Regions from separate parts of the Anas platyrhynchos genome. Here region 1 is linked to region 2. Evidence: chromatin contacts called from public Hi-C data. All regions are on one chromosome and are shown on one strand. The core of a region is the stretch at or near the end of the contact, and the rest is flanking DNA. Distances in the headings are between cores, read along the strand shown. Region 1 overlaps SPIRE1 (spire type actin nucleation factor 1). Region 2 holds the start of SPIRE1 (spire type actin nucleation factor 1).

The links. Hi-C and Micro-C count contacts between places; a contact is called where the count stands out from the background.
Region 1: a Hi-C map of subcutaneous adipose tissue shows a contact between it and region 2, with 2.1 times the contacts expected there. The contact joins the enhancer-like site here to the promoter of SPIRE1 in region 2. A contact is called at or near these places in 4 of 8 Hi-C or Micro-C datasets (liver, skeletal muscle and subcutaneous adipose tissue).

The regions. Positions count from the first base shown.
Region 1 is chr2:48,936,297-48,943,634 of IASCAAS_PekinDuck_T2T, reverse strand. SPIRE1 (spire type actin nucleation factor 1) reads right to left here. Exons shown (of 17, transcript XM_027452074.3): 8 at 7,299-7,338. Among named protein-coding and RNA genes, the nearest start is that of PRELID3A, 40 kb to the left of the region's middle. Within about 2 kb of position 1,979, at least 1 of the 8 cell types and tissues checked has an H3K27ac peak or open chromatin away from gene starts, as enhancers often do. A contact at or near this core is called in subcutaneous adipose tissue, where this site is marked.
Region 2 is chr2:48,836,786-48,844,028 of IASCAAS_PekinDuck_T2T, reverse strand. It overlaps SPIRE1 (spire type actin nucleation factor 1), which reads right to left and starts at 4,664. Exons shown (of 17, transcript XM_027452074.3): 1 at 4,085-4,664. The coding sequence starts at 4,427. It overlaps CEP76 (centrosomal protein 76), which reads right to left. Exons shown (of 12, transcript XM_027452077.3): 11 at 6,255-6,472; 12 at 5,387-5,722. The coding sequence ends at 5,584.

The sequences.
Region 1 (7,338 bases), core at 730-3,229, 100 kb before region 2:
TTAAGAAGGGGGAGAAAAAAAACCCACATAGGATAATAAGAAATTCACCTTGATCTACATGTAAGATTGTTTCTTATGAAACAAAGAATTAAGCAGACAACACATTACATGCAAACTACAGCAGTCATGTAACTAACTAGATGTTGTCTGCTCCTAAGCACCTCTCCTTAGCAAATGACGACAACAGAAACCTGAATTTGGTTCTGTACAACAAGCGTACTCCTCAACCTCATCATTTCTACACTGAGTTTGAAAGAAGGCTGAAATGGAAAGAAGGATAAAACGGGTTTGCAGAATTAATACTCGTTTACATTTTGCTAGGTATGATGCCAATATGCTAGGAAATATATAACGGATAATGGTAACAGAGGTATGCTGCTCCTTTTAATGGACTGGGCTGGCGAAGTCCAACATGAGAACTAATAAATCCAAACGGCTGGTGTTTTGGTGGTGCTTGCATCTCATTCTTTATTATGTTATCTAAACAAAGAGATTACTGGGACTTGGTGGAGTTCCTTCCTCACACTGGTGAGGCATAGGTCGTGTAAAACCAACAGTAATACACGCCATCTCCCGGCATTGGAAATAACAGGAATAATCCCTGTGAAATTTGGATTTTTTTTTTTCTCTCTCTTGTCCCCTGTTCCCTGTTGCTTACATAACAGCTTCAAAGAGGCGTGCACACAGCTTTGAGGTAAGAAGTTGAGTGTTACGAGTATGAACAACTGGGCTTTTGAGTATATTTAACGCAGTCCATAGAAGTAAAGCTGCTCTTAAGCTATTTTTCTATGAGAGAAAGCAGCCCAGTGCCTGCCTTGTTCCCTAGTTGATACCAGAGTATGTCTCAGATTACTCTCATTACACATGGCTACTGCTCACTCCTTCTATTCACCATCAGGAAAATGCTCTCCTCCTCCTCTCCTCAGGATGACAGCAGCAGGGAGATACGTGGCGCTGGGCGGCATGACATTGACATATCAACTATACCGGTGTGGTGCCAGAGAAAGAGGCAAACAGCAAATGTAATAAAGCCCTGAACCTGTCCTTTAGCACTTAGAATAAAACAATTCTGATATTCAGCAGGTTTGTGCATTTGTGACAGCAATTCTGTCAAGCAGAGAGCAATGAAAGCAGTGCAAGAGCAAATATGTGGAAAGAGTGATCACAGAATGAAAGCACAGACTACCCCACCTCCAAAATAATGAAGAAAAAAAAAAGTAAAAACACACAAAGCAACAACACTGAAAACAACTGCTTGTCTGCTTACCACCTACATCCCAACACATCCATTTCATTTGTACTGCACATCCAGCACCTCACACCCCACTAACTGGAATGTTTTAATCATCCTGAATTAAATTCTAAAGACAATTTATCAGCTCACTCAGTCACGCAATGATACTACTTGCTTAGAGCCACATGACTTGGAAAAATAACACAAAACCAATCACATTTAGCAGATGGATAAAGAAAACAGGAAGAGTTCTTCAGTGGTCAGTAAAAAAGAGCAAATCCAAGTACAGCATAGATTGCTACGAAGCTACTTCTTCAAAATAAAAACATCATGGTAACGAATTAATGGGTTATGAAGGGAGCATTTACAAAATATTTTGGGGATTTCGACAAATGAGGATGCCTCGGGATTCTTAGAAAATAAAAGGCAAAAGAAGAAGCAAACAGATACATGCAGAAAGACAGATCTGAACGTTTCCCTTTCATTGGTCACTGGCACATTCAGTTTTATAGCCTTAAAACTGAAGGGTTCTACAATTTTCAGGCATATCTGAAAGTAGCAAGTTTTTGAAAACCGAAGTTTGACAGCTTATGATGTTATCTGGCTTCCAGGGGACGCTTCCTCTTTCAGTGGAGTCAAACATGACACCGAGTGCGTGCAGGATTTGGATCCCAGCAGACAGCCGTGGCAGCTGGACCATACAACTTCAGCGTAAGGTTTCACAAAAGGGCTGGAGCTGGATCAACAGCGTGCCGCCGCCTCTGACGGGGAGAGCCTGTTCCTTCCTCCCATCCACCCATGCTCATTATCTACCCAGCTCTCCGATCATCTGATCAGATAGTGGGCAGGTTTAAAACCCTAAAATAGCAGAAAACCAACCTCGCAAAAAAATGCAAGTATTTGTGCCTGGGTTACGTGAGTTGAACCAGTTTATCTTGTGAATAAATGAATGCAAAGGAGGAGGGAGAAATCACATGTTTGGGGGGGATTTTGGGGAGGGAAAGGAAGGAGCAAGAGCCTGCCCTCCCTCTTCTTGGCAATGGCAAGCTTTTTACTTGGCCATAACATGAAACCACGTTCAGATATAGATCATCTGTGAACCTCATGCCTGTATTACAAAGCTATTGTATTTTATTATATCATGGCAATCAAATAACCTCTATATGGTCTTTCTAGTTCGCAGTGGGCCAGCATTTCAGTCAGACTATGCCTTTTTAAGGGAAAGCCAGGTTAGAGAGTGGATAGAGAAACAGGGGAAGAAAACTCTGCAAAAGTACTGGGTGAGATGTTTCTGTGTGCAGCTGGCAGGAGGGAGGGGAGGGTACAGCTGGTGTTGCTGCTTCACAAAATGAGGGCATGGATTTTTTTTTCATTTTTTTTTTTTAGGACTCACCCTAGGGAAATTAGGTAATGGCCAGCACAAGAGCTCTCCTCGGTGCACAAATCTTTGAGGATAATACAGAATATTTATAGCCTGAATGATGGAGTCTTTGGGCTTGAGCATCCTGTTAGCGCACATTGAAGGACGACCAAATTTACTTTAGGGCTACAAGGATTGTTAGCAGCAAACCTTAGCAACTTACTTTGCTAACCAGGAAAGCTGGAAGCTTTAACCTGGTTTCAGTGAATGTCTTTCACTTTATAACTCACAAAATACGTACTATAAAGACACTCGGTAGAATTGACAGTTCCTTTCTAGATCAGTGTCACAGGTGTATTTTGTTAAATCTAGAAAGGCAGAAGAACTCAAAACTTGGTTTTGGATGCTCAAGAAAAATAAAGTACTGCAGAAAACGGGCTAGTCAAAAAGTGACTGTAAAGACACTAATGTCAGATTAATAAATAATAAGCAACTCAGACTTGAAGGTGACGCTGTTTTCTACAATCCCTTTAAGAGTTTGGAATAGCTCCAGGCCACCTTATTACACTTATTTACTTAAACAGAATTCCAGCACTTTATTTCAGGTGAAACACAGCTGTCTCCTATACCTAAGTATCCTTTTCTCAGAGGGGAAATGCAGGTATTAACAAAAGTAATTTGTCTCAAGTTTTATTTTCACTGACCATACGTTGGAAGAATCCCTTCAAGTTTCTTTGTTAAATGGGAATTCAACAAACAGATGGAACAGATTTCACAATAAGCACAATAACCACGTCAGGTGTTGTTGCACCTTTTACCTGACAAGTCAAAACTGTAAGACATGCTAAGAGGCCGCATTGCTGTAAAAAAAAGAAACAAACACACAAACAAAAAAAAAACAAAAAGAAAATAATTCAGCTGTTAGAAAAGCAGAGAGGTAATGAAAACAAAAGATTAACTCCACTTGAGGCATTTTGGATTCTGTTGCCTAAATCCAAAATTTGTCAGACATACTATTGCTTTACTGGAGTAAAGCCTGAAGTCTGAAAACTACAGTAGCATAAATGGGACTTGCAAACAGAGCAAGCATAAAGATATTTGTAGAGTTATAAAGATATTTGTAGAGTTATAGAACCAGATTTTTGGAAATCAATAAATCAAATACCAAAACAAGAGGCAAGGATCTTAAAACCACAGTATTTTCAAATAAAATGCCATGAAGAAAAATGGGGAAGAGAAAAAGAGAAAAAGGACAGAAAGAGAGAGAAAAAAAAAGTTGAAAGTACAAAGCCACATTTCACACAAGTTTCAGTGACCTGAAATAAATATTTCTAATTTTTTTTAAGCATAATCTCCAATGATTATAATTAAACTAATAAAGAGAGACACTCAAGCTAAGCTGGAGCATTTCTTTCCTTGAACAAGAAAAAAAAAAGGCCTAACAGTATGATTTGTGCTGATTCTTGTTCTTTAAAAACAAAAAACAACAAAACTTAGGTGAATTTAGCCTTTACAATGTATCCTTAATATTATCCTCTCCTTTTAGGGCCACTAGCCATTTTATCCCTAGACAAGAAAGTGGTCAGGTGCTCTTTATTTCTAGAAAGTTTACATAACCAATAGCTTCGTTCCTTGCCAGCTTAATAACAACAAAATCACATAGGAAAATAAAAGCTCTGGATAGAAGAAAATCACATGGCATAGCTGTTGAACATTCCTCCGGGCCTTTGGTCTGCCCATGATCCTAGCTCCAAACGCACACAAACCTCTGCTGTGTTCAACCTACCCACATTTCGAGCTGTGCAGTGTAATTCGGGGAGTAGACGCTCGACATATTCTCAACCGAAAACAAAATTTCGGCATACTAATCCAGATAAGCAGGCAAGGCCCAACTACCAGAATGTACCAGGACACATCAAAACTGACATCAGCTTACCTGTGATACCTGTGGCTGATAAACATGCAGCGTTGGTATGAAAGGGTCCTCTATGTGAAAACAGGTTGAAAAAGCATTGTACTGGGACACTTTTGCTCATGAAAGCAAGTTTAGGCGGGGAGCACAGTAGGTGGCTGACGCTGAGACAAATTTGGGAGTCAGGGCATTTCTCCTGTAGTTTATTACCTAGACAACATCAGCCACAGACAGCAGAGCAGAACAGTATCTAAACTGCTGTCCAAACTTAACATAAAGGCAAATGCATTTTAAAGCATAGGGTTGTTATCACCTAATGCTGCGTCCCAACTGAAGGTTAATAAAACAAGAGCATGAAACAAAGTTTTCTCCAAGCTCCATTAGCTCAACTTGAGTCATAAATCCATACTTCTAATTAAAAGGGGATGTACCTCAAGGCTGTGTTTGCCTTGATAGTTTATTCTGATGATACGCTGAGCTTGTCTGAAAACTGATTCAAATTCTTCAAGCCAGTGTCTCCCTCTGTAAGAGCAGCTACCAAGATTAAATTGCCATTTCCAAAGAAGTTTTGGTTTAACAGCAGCCAGCCCTGGGCCAGCCACTCAGCCCACCAGCAAGGCTCAGGGGCTGGCACTTTGCTTCCAGCTTCTCCCTTTGCTTGATGGTGACTTGGGATGGAGCAGATCTCACCTGTATGTGTGGGTTGTGCAAAGCAAGGAGACAAAGCTGGGAAGCCACAGGTCCACTCATATTGCAGAGACTATTCAAATGTAGCTTTGTGCTTTACTGCTATAAACTGGGCAACACTGAGTAACTCTGGGATGTGTGGAGTGTACCACAGACTCCCAAATTTTTCATTATAAAGCTCCTTTTTTTCTTTTCTTTTTAATAGCAACAAATATTTCTGTCCAAATGGTACAAGTGTCTCACACTGTGCTTCTCCTTAGGTTTGCAATCCTTAAATCTTTTTGCCTTACATTTTGCTACACTAAATTACATTCAGTGGTCACCTAAACTATATGGTAGATCTATCGGTATCATATTGAAGGTTACTAGCATTATTCTGTCCCCAGTTCTGCACAAACACATTGTATTCTAAAAGGAACTTTGGGCAAAACAATCATTTCAATGTGACAAAACCCCAAGCCTCATATTTCAACATAAGAAGCAATTATCTTCAAGATCCTGGCTCTTTTTTTCTTCTGAATGCCAGCAACAAATAAAAAAAATATGATTCCACATTAAAAAAATAAAATCTTCAACGCTATGGTTGGGAAGTAAAACTCACATCCCCTTTTACACCTCCAGTAATATGACATTTAACCCAAACATTTCACTGGACTGAAGGGGAATTATCACAATTCCCAAGTTTAAAAAAAAAAGAATTCTCTTAAAAAAGAAGAATTGCTGGAAGACAGGTATCCTTTACTGAAAGACATACCCCAAAATCTGAATTAACCAGTAATACTCCAAAATCTAAGATTGTTTTTAGAAACTGTTTACTAAATGGGTTTGATGTAATTTGTATCAGTTAAAAATTGTAAAAAATTATTAGATCAAATTTGCTGCCCCTTACAGGACATGATAGTTTCCAAATGGAGAACGTGTAAAATACTGAAGTTTAATGTTTGAAAGAAAAGCAAAGAATTGTTCCACATTTCTACAAACATCCTACATTTGGAAAAATGTCTAGGGCTATTAGAATCATTAGTTGATACAGCAAGCATAAATTGAATCAAAACCAGAAGCTGGAAGGCCCAAAGAAACAATATTCAAAGCACCATGCATTTTAAAATGCACCCAAGCATTCACCAAACTTTACAACGTATTCTATCAAAGAACAATGCAACAGAACAGCTAATGAAACTGTTTTCTTCTAGAGAGAATGAATGGGTTGTCACAATCCACTTGCATCAGTGCCTTTAAGCACATGTGGCAGGCACAAATATTCTGCAAAAGCAACAACAGAGCACACACGTGGATTATTTCATGCTTTTTCAACCATAAGATGCCACTTTTGCTCTTCAAAAATCAAGCTACTTCAGTTTTCCTAATACAGATTAAATACCATGCTTTTAAAGTAAAGTATGCCACAATGTAAGGCTGCATTTGTCACGCTTTTGTCAATGTCAGAACCATTGCACTAAGGCGAATTGCTGATCATTGCAAAGTGTAATATTGGTATAATTTCATAGTGGGTTGTTGAATGTACACTGCAGAAACTAACAGATTTGCAGCAACGGTCTAAATTATTTGATCAACTGAAAACATATACAAGCACATGCTCCATAACTTGTAATATGAAGCAAAGATTCAGATTCAAAATAGAAGCAATACTTTCAACAAACAAAATCAAAGCAGATTTTCACGTAAAATAATAAAATAATTGATGATGCTAGCAACAGGAAATGAAGAGAAAAAAAATTAAGGACAGACATGTAAAGAATACTTACAGATACGTAAGAGATATTGCACTGGGGAGAACTAATATCCATTCCAGTCTGAGCAAATCTAACATCTAACGAGCAATCTAATGTCATTAAATTTATCTAATGCTTACATTAAAAGCAAGATGGGATCAAGTTGAATCATACAGTACCTTATTTTGAAAATAATTTAGCACAAAGACTACACAGCCCTAGCAAAGCCATTAGGTTTATGCTCTCTTCATCTGAACGGGTAAAAATAATTTTTATCTTCAGTGACATCTGCATAGATATTGCTAATATTGCTGCTCCCTATGTGGGAATTTTTCTGTGAATGCTGCTGGTAAAAACTTGGAATGGACTTACCCAGCCTGCTACGCCTGATCTCATCAGGTGAGACTGGACG
Region 2 (7,243 bases), core at 3,415-5,914:
ACATTCAACAAGGACCCAGGATGCTACGTGCCTTAATCCCCTCATCGCCTCCCTTACTGCATGGCACCTTCCCCAGCCTCACCAAGGGACTCACGCTCCGGCCAGGCTCGGCACTCCAGGGTCATCTCCTACCCGTCACATCTTGCCGTGCGGTCACTGCCACCTCCAGCCAGCCCCTGACGCTGGACTCCATGACCAAAAACCCCACCTTTGTTCCTTCTGCTGTGATGCCCCTTACAGATCTCATATTAATTCCCTGCAACATCATGGAGACGTCTCATTTCTCACTCTTCAATCACTGTTCACAATGACAATTACAATTCTACTTTTCCTTCTACAGCAACATTTAATTGCACTAGTAAAGAAAAGTCCCATTAAATCACAAAAGTATTATCTTTCACTAAGTCATGAGCATCTGGAGCCCACAGCTCCTCAAAGTTCCTTGCTGTTCAGCTTTCCTTAGGAACAATAAATGCAGATTTCGGACAACACCAAACTAGTCACTCTGCCTTCACAGCCTGATTCCCATCTTTTCGTTTTTGTGAACAAATCTGGCAACCGAGGTTGCCCATTGGTAACTTCCTTCCACTTGTTTTGTGCAGGCATCTGCACAATAAAATGTGATTTTATTTACTTATTTACTCCAAGCCAAAGGCATTACATTTTCTTCCTACCTTGACCTCCACCACTAATAGATACACATCTTACAACTCTAACAAGAAACTGTGAGGTTTAATACATCAACCCTTACTACTTTTAAACACAGATGTTTCTGAATATCCCTGAACAAAATCTGAGTTCAGAGCATAATTAAGCGTTAATTCTAGAAGCAGGATTTATTTCAGCAGTAGTCACGGCGGCCCCTGTTTTGAAGTTTAAGCAGCAAACACGGCTACTCCCATCCATTATCTTTCAAAAGGGTCAACCAAATTAGAAGGACAATGCCAGGACATTCATCTTCTTCTGAAAAGCACGCATATCTTTCATAAGCACTCTTCAAGAGGCTGATAAATGAGAACCTCTTGATGCACACAAGGAAAATTTGCATTTATTAGTCCTATATTTCTCCGCCCTGCCTTCCAATACCTGGGCACACAAAGAAGGACGTGAAAGCCATTACAGCTGCCAACACTGCGTTATTCCTCTCTACCATGTCTCACCCTGAGCCCTCTGAGTCCCGTGAAAGCCACCACGCAGTCAACTTTTCTGCGATCTTTTTGATTCAGAGCCAGAGCTCTCCATGTGTTATACCCTGCCCTGAAGACCTGGCAGCTGCCCAGGAGGAAAATCTGCATGGCACTTCAGTAGCTTCCCTCTGTGCTTCCTCCTCTGGGGCTGGAGGAGGACACAAAAGGAGGAGGGGGACGATGAGGAGGTAGTTCTGGCGCTGGTTTCCTACTCGCATACCCATCACTTTGTTACTGCTTCAAGTCTAAAAACACCGCTTGTAAGCACTGTTCCTCGAGGAGAGGGCTCGAAGCAGTCAAACCGCACGTTTACAATCAACATTTTAACTCATTCAGAAGGTATTTTTTTTATCACATCTGGCACTTTACTAGATGCCACTGTTAGTTCCTTCCATATAAACTACAAGCAAAATAGGGAAGACAAAAACATCCATTAGGTAAAATACGCTGTATCTCCAAATTCATCTGTCCGAGCAGCCCACATTTCTGTGGTATTTAGATGTCAGACAGCTGCAATGATTCATACCAAGATGACCACGGGGAACTCTCCATTTTTTTTGCATGTTCATGTTTATTTCTTACTCGCTCCACCTCTGGCAGGACGGTAAGGTTTGCAAGGCACTGTGAAAGCAGCTCTTTTGTAAGTGTCCCTGAAGCAAACTCCGCGACGCGGCCGTGTTGGCTCCTGAATTAGCCGGAGCTCTGCTGACAGGCGTGACCGATCACGTCCTTCTCCTGGCCCTGAACAAAGCCTGAATGTTGGCGACCCAAAGACACCATTCTGTAGGGACTCCTTTATTTGCCACACAGGATCCTCTTGTTTACCGAAACAGGCACCAACAGCCAATATTTGATGCTGGGATGACCCAAACCTACACGCCAACCTACAGCTATACATTTTTCGTGCACTGCAGTAACAAAATAGTTTCGCAGCTCGGAGTTATTAGCCCGCAGAATCCCTACTGCTCTAGCAAATCTTCTGACACAGCCACTTAAACCTAAGTTGTCTGAGCCACGAAGGCAGGAAAACAATTACCAGGAATCCTTCCCAATCCTCCTCCTGCTGGGGATTCAGACGGTCAGGTAACACAAACACTTGCATGAAAATGAACAGCTGAGAAAGGTTTCCATTCTCAATCTTTTTTTTTACTTTTATATAACCAAAACATAACTGATTAAAGGAAAAAAAAAAAAAAAAAGAGATAACTAAGGATCCGAGGATTAGCAGACTACGCAGGTAAAACTGAGACGAACATTTTAAAATTGTTCTCTGGTTTTGGTTAATGACAGGGACTTGACTTCAAGGTTGTTTTCCTGCCATCTGTATCAGTGAAACTCATCTTTCTTTCCTACCTCAAGGACATTTTGTTCAATTTCTAGGGTATTTTCAGTCGGAATTTCAAGTATTGCGCATTAGCCGGGGAACTGATTCACAAGAAATGGGTCTGGAAACGCACCACCCATTTCTACATAATCAGTACTTCTTAGGACAGCTTTAATTTGTATCTCAAGAGTAAAATTAACGTGGCCAGACGGCTTCAGGGCCTGTGCTGCTGCACAGGGCTCCCCTAGCCATAGCACCGGGGCAGCAGCTCTCAAGTTTTCATTGCTGCTAAGCTGAATACCCGAGCGTAAGAATAACTATCCCTTTGAGAGGCTTGAGATGAAGGAGGCTCGCAACGCTCATTAATCATCATCCAAGGACGTTGCAGGGAGCAATAAAGCACAGAACTGGGACAGTTCAAAAGATACCAAAGAGCAGCAAGCCTGCTGCCGGCTCTTCCACGCAGCATCCACTGCACCATGCAGATGGCGATTTCCAATGGAAACCTGCCACAGGCTCCGCAAACCAAAGAAAAACAGAATCTTGGATTCATGTTGTTGCCAGGTAGTCCTACAAATCCTCTGTAAAAGCGTGAAGGCCGAGCACAGCCCGTGCTGCACGGGCGTATTGGGAGGTGTGGATGCTGGGATGACTTGGGGCAGGCAGATACAGACGTGGGATCGCTGAGCATGGTCTGGCAGCTGACATCTGGCCCCGAGCTCCCCTCCTCGCCTGTTAATTACAGGTATCGGAGGGGTGCGTGCCTGGTGGTCCCCTCATGCCCTCCCAGGAGGTTACGGACATCTGCGTGTGTGTGCCAGAGTGGGGCCTGAGCCTCACGTTCAGATACACCCCACAGGCCATTAGAAACATGAAGAGGCAACAGAATGAGGCCACAAACAGCAAGGAAATGGTAACAACAAAAAGAAACACCTACTAAATCACTGCCTTTCCTACAGCTGACGTGAGAGGGGAAGAAGCCTGATCCCACCCCAAAACACTAAAAGCAAAAGCAGCACGCGGGGTGCAATTTGCCCGGCACACAAATCCACTGGCTGGGCAAATGCTTCCCCCGTTAATAAAATGTTAATTTTATTAACATTACCATCACCTATTTTTTAAAAATACGAGAGCACAGCAGCCTGTATTCAGGTGGAAATGGTTACGAGACCCACTGAAGCTGTGGGGGGAAGATGCAGCCCCTCTTCCATTCTGCATTTCTCGCTATTTGGGGGTACTGCTGGCCCCGCGCTGGCTGACCGACAGCACAACACCCACGCACTGACCCCACTGTGCATGCACCAGCCTGAAAAACCCCAAATTTTCTGAATTTCTCCCCAATTTCAGCGATGCTGAATCCAGCTAGCCTGACAGCGGGGAGCACCATGGATGCCTCATCCCCGTGCCGGCTGGGTTTGGGCTGAAGACCCCCTAAACCCCCACACCCAGACAAACCCAGATAACCCCAGACAGACCCTGCACACCCCGCAGCCCCCAGCCGGACCTCCCCGGGCGCGGGTCCCGCGGCCAAAGGCGGCGGAGGGGGGGGCTTTTGGGGGCGCTCTCCCCTTACCCTCTGCGCTGTGGGGCGGCCGCCGGGGCTCGCCCTGCTCCATGCTGACGGCTCCGTCCCTCCAGACGCGGAGGTGCGCGGCTGCCCCCGGTCTGCCCGCGGGGGTCTCCCGGCGGCGGGCGCGGGCCCGCAGCCAGCCGCAGCACTGGTAGCAGACGGCCCACGCCTGCTCCTCGTTGATGGGCTGGTTGTACAGCCGCAGGATCTCCTCCAGCGACAGCGCCTCCGGTTGCCCTCCTCCTCCTCCTCCTGGTTCTCCGTCCTCATCGGTGGCTGTGGCGGCGGCAGCGGGGCGGGAGGCGCCGGGCTGCGGCTCTGCGCCGCGCTCCCCCGGCAGCGCCATGCCCTGCGCGGCTCAGCGCCCAGCGCTGCTGCTGCTCGCACTGCTGCTGCTGCTGCTGCTCCTCCTTGTGCCGCTGCTGCCGCTCCTAGCGCTCATCCTCCCCGCCCCGCCAGTGCCGCCAGGCCGCCGGACAGCCCGGCCCAGCCAGGCGGGCGGGCAGCGGGCGGCCGGGGCGGGAGGAGCGGCCCCGGCGCTGGCGCTGCCGCCGCCGCCGCCGCCGCGGGGGGAACGGCTCCGAGCCGCGCAATGGCCGCCCCGCGCCACGCAGCGCCCCCTGCCGCCCGCCCTCCGGCACCGCAGCGCCCGCACGGCCCCTGCTGCTGCGGGAGGGGGGGGCCCTGCTTGCAATGGCAGGGAGATGGGACTGCCCCCTGCCAAGCGCTGCGCCGAGGGGGTGGTGCAGGAAAGGGCTTTAATTCATCCCTATCCAGCCCTCTACATTACACTAGATGCGATGAGATCGGTGTTGACCGATCCACATGTTTAAGACAACCAAAACCACACATGGATAAGCGTAGGTGAGAGTATCAGCCTCTGACAAAATCACAGAGGGGTATTACAGAGAACAACTTCCACCTCAGCAGCAGGCTAAGGTTGAGTGTCAGAAAGGGGAGAGGTATTACAGAAATAAGCCTCTGCAGTTGTTTTTTCTCTTCCTCCAATCATCCATGACATATTTTAGAGGTTGGACTCGATGATCTTGAGGTCTCTTCCAACCTAGACAATTCTGTGATTCTGTGATATTATTTTCAGGGAAAAGGTACGATGTTAGACAGACTTCATCTAACTCAGCACAGCTATTCACCTAAGAACCCCCATAAATTATCACATTCATAGATTAATAAAATTACCTATACCCGACTGAACTGTTCCTAGGTGCTGAACTTAGAAGCTATTGCTAGCTCCAAGAGAGATGGAAATACAGGAATGTTGTATGTTTCCTTTCCACCGTGGAAATGTAAGTATTAAAGTTGCTTTTATTAAAATAAACTCTCTTTATAAATACAATTATTATCATGTATACAATTCACTTCACACAATACAGTATTCAAAATCCGTGGCACCTATATAAAAATACAATATTAGTTTAATTGCATCATTTGATATGCAGATACATTATTTTGCAGATCCAAAGAGGCATGCATGATTTTGTTTTTCAAAGGACGGAGCGGTATTTACAAGCAAACATGATCCAAACAGCACATGCGGATTCAGGGTACGTAAACACTCGTACACGAACTGCAAGTCGCACCTGGTCACCCCTACAACAGATTATTTCTTCACAGAAAGGAGACCTATGACAAAGAAGAAAATCAAGAATTACTAATATCATAAGCAAGAAAAATAACAGTAACAACGAATATCAATAAGCTACTATTAAAGTTTTCAGTTATACAAGTGCAATTATTTGAAACATGATTAACATACAACAAGCATCCCAAATCTGTCAATACAAACAATATTGTTTTATAGCGCAAGGGCTGTTGTCTTGGAGAAGAACAAAACCACTGACGATCACTTAGCAAGAGCAGAGAAATTAAACGAACTGTATTTCAGGGGAAAGGACAACACACTCCTCAGTATTTGATTTAACCCATCAGCAGTCTATCATCACTGAACTCACCCATTTAACACAAAAGCTCTGCACCCGATGTTCAATTCATTATGTGCATCAAACAACTATTCTTTATTGTTCCAGATCTTATGTAAGGAACTTGATTTTCTTTAAACTTTACTATCAAAGCAAACAAAAAAACCCCTGCAATTCATAATTGTGTGTCCCTACTTGGTTTTCACATATACGTTGTAATTTATACTTAGTCTTACCGAAGACATGTGGCAAATGCTCTCCTGGCATTTCTGTATACAAAATGGATAGGAAACCCTTTAAATGTGTGACCGTCAGGTACTGCTCTTCGTACAGCATCTTGAAACTCTTCGTTTCCAGCAGAAATACTCGTGGTACGTTCGAGCTCGTAGGCTGCTAACGCTGGTGACAACAGATAGGATAGATGGTCATCCCAAACAGTAGAAAGGCCAAGATCCTGTGAGGCAAGCCACAACATGATGACAACCATGCAGAAAGAATATAAGGATGTTAATCAGCTTGCATAACATACAGATTCAAATAAAATCATGACCAACCTTTAACTTGCAGTTCATGGATGTGAATCCATAAAGCAGGAAGGGTTAGGTACTCATTCACACACCAAACCAGAAGAATCAACCACCACCACCAAAATATTTAACACCTAACAAGAAATTAAGTCAGACTCGACTAAAACAAGACCAGCAATGTTTTGAAACTATATATTTTAGCTACAGTATATTTTGAAGAAATTTAAGACTACAGTGCTGGTGCATAAGATAGGCAGCAGAAATATGGGAAAGATCAACGAGGAATCACCTCACGTTTTCCTAATGTCTCCTGGAAATTCACTACAAAAACCAATGCACACCAAGTTCCCAAAACACGGATACGTATGTACATGCACTCTTACCATCAAACAAATGCAAGCAAGTAGAAAAATCTAACCACTTCAGTGTTCAACACTGCACAAGATTCATACTCTGAGAATTACTTGACACCCTCAGGTTGAGCATTATGTGGTAGGAGAGATTAAAAAGTAAAAGATATTGCTAACATTGAAAAAAAAAAAAAAAAAAGAAAAGAAAGAAACAATCAGCTATCAGCTAAAAGAGCTATCAGCTATCAGGAACTGAAAATATCATCTCCTTCATATTCAGTCCAGGAAGAATAATTTCTGGTATATTATGTCACGTAGAAATCTTGATAAAGGACAAAACTAACTTCT